Linked DNA regions of Mus musculus: region 1 is linked to region 2. A link is a contact called in public promoter capture Hi-C data. All regions are on one chromosome and are shown on one strand. The core of a region is the stretch at or near the end of the contact, and the rest is flanking DNA. Distances in the headings are between cores, read along the strand shown.

Evidence for each region. Promoter capture Hi-C pulls out the DNA fragments that hold promoters and counts their contacts.
Region 1: a contact with region 2 is called in a promoter capture Hi-C map of the HPC-7 cell line, with 3 times the contacts expected there. The contact joins the promoter of Zc3h8 here to the enhancer-like site in region 2. A contact is called at or near these places in 11 of 39 promoter capture datasets (the 3T3-L1 cell line, 3T3-L1-derived adipocytes, the HPC-7 cell line and 7 more), 8 of 484 Hi-C or Micro-C datasets (the G1E-ER4 cell line, adipose-derived mesenchymal stem cells, cerebral cortex and 3 more), 5 of 115 datasets of contacts at active chromatin or transcription factors (the HPC-7 cell line, bone marrow-derived macrophages, large pre-B cells and 2 more) and 1 of 9 other capture datasets (liver).

What each region holds. Positions count from the first base shown.
Region 1 is chr2:128,941,620-128,945,342 of GRCm38.p6, reverse strand. Zc3h8 (zinc finger CCCH type containing 8) reads left to right here and starts at 1,323. Exons shown (of 9, transcript NM_020594.2): 1 at 1,323-1,495. The coding sequence starts at 1,419.
Region 2 is chr2:129,419,049-129,422,695 of GRCm38.p6, reverse strand. No RefSeq gene overlaps it. Among named protein-coding and RNA genes, the nearest start is that of Il1b, 50 kb to the right of the region's middle. Within about 2 kb of position 1,300, at least 15 of the 459 cell types and tissues checked have an H3K27ac peak or open chromatin away from gene starts, as enhancers often do. A contact at or near this core is called in the G1E-ER4 cell line, the HPC-7 cell line and embryonic stem cells, where this site is marked.

The sequences.
Region 1 (3,723 bases), core at 74-2,573, 480 kb after region 2:
CCACATATTTTGTATTTTTCCTTTCAAAGCCTGCTACACTTATTCAAAAAAAAAAAAAAACCTCTTCATGAGATTTAACCAGAGAACAAAGTCTATGTTGGGCTTTTTTGAGACTTCCTTTGTCAATGCAATTAATATATATATTTACCTTAGCCCCACATAGACTCTCAGACAAGGGCAAAAAGCAGCCACATTCTTCACCAAAATACCACAAAAACAGTCTCTATGCCACAAACTGAAAATTCTTCTCTGAAACCTCTTGGGCCTGGTCTGCACAGTTATTCTCAGCAAGTCTTCCATATTCCTACTAGGATGGTCCATTAAGCCCCATTTAAAACATTCCACCGCTTTCCAAATCCAAAGTCCTGAAATCAACATTCTTCCAAACAAAAGCATGGTCAGACCTATCCCTGGTACCAGCTTCCATTTTTTTTTTTCTTGGTTTTTCGAGACAGGGTTTCTCTGTATAGCTCTGGCTGTCCTGGAACTCACTTTGTAGACCAGGCTGGCCTGGAACTCAGAAATCCACCTGCCTCTGCCTCCCAAGTGCTGGGATTAAAGGCGTGCGCCACCACGCCCGGCTACCAGCTTCCATTTTATTTAGGGTTTTACTGCTGTGAACAGACATCATGACCAAGGCAACTCTTATAAGGACAACATTTCATTGGGGCCGGCTTACAGATTCAAAGGTTCAGTCCATTATCATGAAGGAATGAGCATGGCATCATCCAGGTAGGCATGGTGCAGCAGGAACTGAGAGTTTTGCATCTTCATCTGCAGGTCTCTAAGACTGCACCCCCCCACCCCCCCACCCCCAAATAGTCTTAATACTTAGTACTTTCTATTGAATTTGCCTGCTTTAAATATATTTATGTGTTTACTCAGAAGAGATCGTCTAGGTTCCTTTTTGTGCAATTAATTTTGCTTGGTCACCTGTCAATTTTAAAGGGGCTGGAAGAGATATATGGCTCAATAGTTAAAACATAAAGGTCTTGCGTTCTGTTCCCAACACTCATGTCAGGTGGGTTACAATAACTGGCCTCCGCGGGCATCTGCACTCATTCTCTCTGTCTCTCTCTCGTACATATAAAAATAGCACAGCTTTCTAAAGAAGAATCCTAAAGATTATTTTAATTTTTTAACGACATTGTAGTGCTGCACTAAGGAACGAATCGGACATAAGTACAGAGAGTTGCGCGTGCGCAGCTCAGGCACCGAAAGCCTCCCCACCAACGGTGAGAACTGCGCATGCGTGGTAGGGCTGGCCAGGTCGCGCGGAGTCGCGCCCAAGCAACATGAGCGCGAGCGCGTGCGCGTGCGCTGGGCGGAGCGTGTGGCCCTTGGCGCGACTGTAGCCTCCGCTTCGCTGGTTGTTCAGTACCTGCTCGGCGTGGAGAGGAACGGTCCCTGTCTGAGTTATGGATTTTGAAAATCTCTTTTCAAAGCCCCCCAATCCGGCCCTCGGCAAAAAACCGGCCGCCGACCCTGAGGAAAGGTGATCCCCACGTTCTGGTCCTTTGCAGGGCACCGCTTGGGCTCCGCCCCCTCGCTCCTGGAAACCGGCGAGCCCTGGCTGGCGCGTGGGCCGGGACCGGAGCGGGGAGGTCGGAAGGGGAAGTGGGGTGGAAGTCAGAGTAGGGACTGCGGGCGAGGGCAGTGGCCGGGCGGCGGGAGGAGGCCCCAGCCTCTGAATCTGCCCCCAGGGGCCGGCTGCTCCCCTTGCACGTGCGCTTAACGTGTTTGCTGTCAGTCACCTCCGAGGTGGCTTTGCCGGCACCTCGAGAGTTGAAGGATACATAGACTGCTCTGCCAGTGATCCTGAACCAGAACTCCCAGAATAAAGCAGCAAGCATCATTTCGGCTTAGTTTTTCTGTTAATTTGGAAAAGCGTGTTGTTAATCTCGTACTTAGTCAGAGTGCGGGATTTCTGTGCAGATACCCACTCACTTTTTAGGTTTTTTTGGTTTTTGGTTTTTTTTTTTGGTTTTTTTTTTTTGGTTTTAATTTTTCGAGACAGGGTTTCTCTGTGTAGTCCTGGCTGTCCTGGAACTCACTCAGAAACCCGACTGACCCTGCCTCCCAAGTATGGGATTAAAGACATGTGCCACCACTGCCCGGCCCACTTTTTAGTTTTTTGAGTTGATAATGCCCTCAAACTCCATCTCTCCTAAATCCTTGTCTTCTATGTTCTCTCTTTCCTCAGTGGAACCCTTGACACATCCTTCACGAGTTTTTTTCCACCCTCATTAAGATAACATTACAGTGTTGGGCTGGGCCTATTAATCTCAGCATTTGAAAGGCAGGCAGATCTTGGGAGACTGGGACCAGCCTGGTCTAAATAGCAGGTTCCAAGCCAACCTCAGCTACATAGGGGAAACACTGTTTCAAGGGGAAAGGATATATGTATATGTTCACTGCTCAGTCTCAAATACCTTAGTGGAAACTGTTAGCCTAATTGGGCTACCATAGCTTTGCTGTGTAATTAATGTGAAACTTTTTTTAAAAAAGATTTATTTGTTTTATGTATGTGAGTACACTATAGCTGTACAGATGGTTGAGAGCCTTCATGTGGTTGTTGGGAATTGAATTTTTTTTAAGGACCTCTGCTCGCTCTGGTCAACCCCTCTCAATCCAGTTGGCCCTGCTCCATCAGTCCCTGCTTGCTCCGGTCCAAAGATTTATTTATTATTATACATAAGTACACTGTAGCTGACTTTAGACGTACCAGAAGAGGGCGTCAGATCTCTTTACGGGTGGTTATGAGCCACTATGTGGTTGCTGGGATTTGAACTCAGGACCTTTGGAAGAGCAGTCAGCGCTCTTACCTGCTGAGCCATCTCGCCAACCCTAATGTGAAACTAAAAGTTTCACATCAACCTTAAGAAGAAAGTGATGGTCTCACATTACAGATGAGAAAATTGAGGCATAGAGGATTAAGGTGCTCAAGTTACTTCATTACATATGAGTTCATCACCCAGCTTCTAAAGCAGAATCATTCATGGAAATTAAGTCCTGTTGATACTGTGAAGAAATGGACACATTACTTGCAGGTGATAACATGTAAGAACAACAAGAGAAATGAATTATAATTTTTAACATGTATGAGAACTGAGTAAGGTTAAAAAAATAGTTAACACTTCAAACATGTATAAAACAATATACCCACTTACTAAAGTTTGGCTGAAATATGTAAGGGATACTTGGATTGGCCAAAAGATAGGTGAAAACGGGTCTGAAAGTAAGGTGTGTGTTTGTATGCCTGCTTTTCACTTTGCCTTTAGGTCTTTTTCAAGGTTTTAGATTTCTGTATTTTTCTCTTAGTTTGTCTTTTGATTTTGCCTGTAAACTTTTTTTCAGTGCACTAAAACATGTTTTGGTTTTTTTTTGTTGTTGTTGTTTAATTTATTTTATATGTATGAATGTTTTGTCTGCACCAGGTGTGTCCATTGTCCTTGGAGGCCAGAAGAGGAAAGTAATCTTACCTGTGGTTGTTAGTCACCAAATAGGTGATGGAAATCAAGCTAGGTCCTCTGGAAGAGCAGCCAGTGCCCTTAACTACTAAGCCATGTCTCCAGCTTGAAGCAGGGGTGACTTTGTTCCTGATAGGAATATTCATTTATTTAAAACAACCTCTACTGGCAGAAGACACGTCATTCAGGGCCATGGTGATAGAAAAGTAAATGAATAAAATACAGAGAAATGCAGGTGGTCATGAATTGTGTA
Region 2 (3,647 bases), core at 51-2,550:
TACTGCCCAGGGAGGGGCTAGAAGACCCCTTAGAGTTTTCATACAACTCATAGATTAGGAGAGATACAAGGGCAACGAGCAGAGCAAGACCTCACCACAGCAGGAAGACCTCAGGACCACAACAGCCCTTGGGGCTCTGCTCTCCAAGGCACACCCATCATAGCTGTGCTAACTGGTGGGCTGCATTCCATGAGTTCTAAAGCTGTTTGGATGTTCCTCTTGCATGGCCCTCAACAGGTGTGCTCAAAAGAGGAAACAGTCGGAGACAGGCAATGCATTCAGTTTTTACCCTAACCTAGATGGTGGCTGTGTCTTCCCCAATGGCTGAAGTCTGACCTCACAATCATACTCAACTGGCTAGTCTGAAAATAATTCATACACAGAAAAAGGGGTCACAACTCGAAGAAAAAAAGTGACTGCTCCAGGCCAACAAATTCCTAGAACAGTGAAGCCTCTGGGTAAATGAAGGTTTTACTGGGAGGGAAGATTAAAACATTTGCATGAAAGTCTTTCAATGTGGGAGAGACAAAAAGATTATAATTGCTTGTCTTAAACATGAGTTTTATAGTATTTGTTAGAAAAGAGTTATATTGTTATAGGTCTGTGTTGCAGGATATTTAATCACACTGTGAGCCCTAAGATGTGTTATTTATTGGAAAACCCTGCTTTTAGTTTGGTGTGGCTCAGCCTTTGCAGACACCTTTAATCTAAGAGCTTTCTGCTTGAATATTATAGACATGATTAAATAAAGCCAACCATAGATCAAGAGGTAGAGTAAGCAACCAGTTGACAGGAGGTAAACATAGAATTATTAAGGAAAAAAATATATATAGTAAGAGGGAGTCAGGATGATGGACAGAGAGAAGCACAGGAAGTAGAAGGGAGGGACATTCAGTTTGAAGGAGGTTTTTTGAGAGACATCAGAGAGGGGATTCCTTCTGGGACATCGGCTGAGAAGGAAGGTCAGCTGGGTGCTTTCTCTGCCTCTCTGAGCTAGCAGGCTTTCACACTACCATCTGGTTTCCAGGTCTTCATCGGTAAAATTGAATGATTATAATTTTGATAAAAAGCATCAGGTCTCAGGTTGTTCAGAGATTCACCAATCTGACCATGAGTAACTTTAAAGAAGAAGCTTTATTGAGATTGGCACCAGGATTGCGCCAGAAAGTCGGGATTCTCAAGATGCAGCCTTTCTGGGGTGGGGAGTGGCACATATCCTATCTACATGCAAGGATTCTGCCTGTAAGCAGGGGCTCAGTTAGCAAACAGATGTCATCGGCTATCTTGAGCAAGCAAGCTTATTTACAGAAGCAGAAACACACAGTTAGCATAGTGACCATTATCTTGAATTGTAGCCGCCCGCAGCTACATGAATCAGGTTCCTGAATGGGAGGCTGGAGCTGCATGGGAGGAAACAGCGGAAGGAATAACGAGACCAAGACAAAATTCTGATCAACCCCCACGCACCCTCCTCCCCCCCTAGTTTACTAAGAGTCTGAGCTTATAAAGGGGGAAGGCCCATCCCCCGCCACACCAGGTTCTTGATGCTTTGTCACCAGCCTGTCAGCACTTGGTCCAGGTTGTCAGCACTTAGTTGCCTGGCTGTTGCTTATCTCAGGAAGACAGATTCTGCCTCTCAGCCTCTCAGCAGTAGTGGCCGGCAGTCTTGGCAGAACAATAGACCTATCTAGGTCAGAAGACTCCACCCTAGGAGGTGCCAGAACAGGTCTGAGCCAGCCTGCTCAAAGCTGGGGGAGGCTACATTGAATAATGGACAGATATATTTAAAATTGTAAAAGACTAGATAATTACAAGAAAAACCACAGGCATTCTAGTCATTCTTAAGCAAGCTGGCTAACAGGGTCCCTTTCTCACTGGTACAGCTTTTAGAGGGTAGAGGAAATGTTTGCTTTATAGATCTTTTAAGTGTAGTAACTTAAGCTTTAAACATAATGTTAGCCATCATAATACTTGATACTTCTTAAATAGATATGAAAAAGGGACTCATCAGGGCCACTGCAGATAGCACCTGGGAGCTGAGTCTCTCCCTTCCATTCATGCTGGCATGAAGAGTGTCACCAATATTCACAAACAAGAGCATTTCACTAATAATGCCTTTACCCAAAGACATTCTCTTCAAAATTTTTAAGTGTTTTCTTATGATGGTTACTTTTCTCTGTGTATTTTGTTGGAGTTATGATCACAATAAGGTTAGGGAGATAGATGGAGAGACAGTGAGCAATAGCATGTAGATGGATGATGGAGAGACAGAGTGAGTGACAGCATGTAGATAGATGGAGAGACAGAGTGAGTGACAGCATGTAGATAGATGGAGAGACAGAGTGAGTGACAGCATGTAGATAGATGGAGAGACAGAGTGATAGCATGTAGATAGATGGAGAGACAGAGTGAGTGACAGCATGTAGATAGATGATGGAGAGACAGAGTGAGTGATAGCATGTAGATAGATGGAGAGACAGAGTGAGTGACAGCATGTAGGTATGGATTTAAGTATAACTTTTCATCAACACAATCTTTAACTTCCAAGACATTTGAAGGCTTGGGCCTATAAAATCTGACCTCTTTCGTCTTCCTGGCAATTATTAAGCTTTGAATACAATTATTTCAGAACTCACCTAGAAAATGTATCTAATGAGGTGAACACTGGAGCATATGGATTCCATCAGAGTAGGTCTAAAGCACCTGGTTTGTGGAGATTTCAGTGACCTCAGGGGGCCAGTTCAAAGGAAGCCTATCCAGCCTTAACATAAAGTACTCACCGGGGAAGAGCTGTTCTTAGATGTTGCCTTCATCCAAACCAGGAAAGCACATATAGACTGGACCTCAGCTTGCTGCTGCCATTTATTTAACAAAGTCTTAGAAAAGCAAGAAATTCAACAGTCTGTGATTTGTTGCCCAGGGAAGTTTAAGGGAACTCCCTCATGTCAGCACATTTTGTTCTTGCTCTGAACACCTGGAGTTAGCTGGTCAGGAGAGGCTGTGTATCCATGACCTTGGCTGATTTCTCTGGTTTGTGTTTCCATTTGCTAAGTAGGTCACTGGGTGTTGTCTTTTCTGGGAAGCAGCCCCCGCTCACAGACAGAGACTTCTTTTCCTTGGGCTGACCTCTGCTTTCCTCTTATTCCCACTCCATCCTCTGGGACCTGCAAAAGCATTCAAATGATCCCCAGTGTCTCGCTGTCCTCTTGAACAACCAACCAGTTCCACTGTTTGTGTACAAAGGACACAAGACCAGTGGCAGTTGGAAATATTGTTTGTGACTTTCTGTCCTCAAAGCAGAGCATCTCTCACTTCTCCGCCAAGCACAGTCCTTCTCTCCCAGACCGTATCCTTCTTTTAGTACAAATATACTCAGGCTCCTTTGTTCATAGGAACATTTGGAAATACAGTCACGCTCTTCTCCTCATAGAAACTTTCTGCAAGATATTCTGTCTCTTGCAGTGATTTTGACCACCAATGTCAGTGTCTGATTGTTGTTTCAATTTATACTTAAAAACTTGGAATCTACAGTGTCACATGGACAACAAAATGGTAAGAGGTTTCGGGGAAATATTAATACAAATGACATTCACATACTATGAACACCAGAAGTAGGGCCCTTGCTGAGGGGGAATTTGATTGGAAAG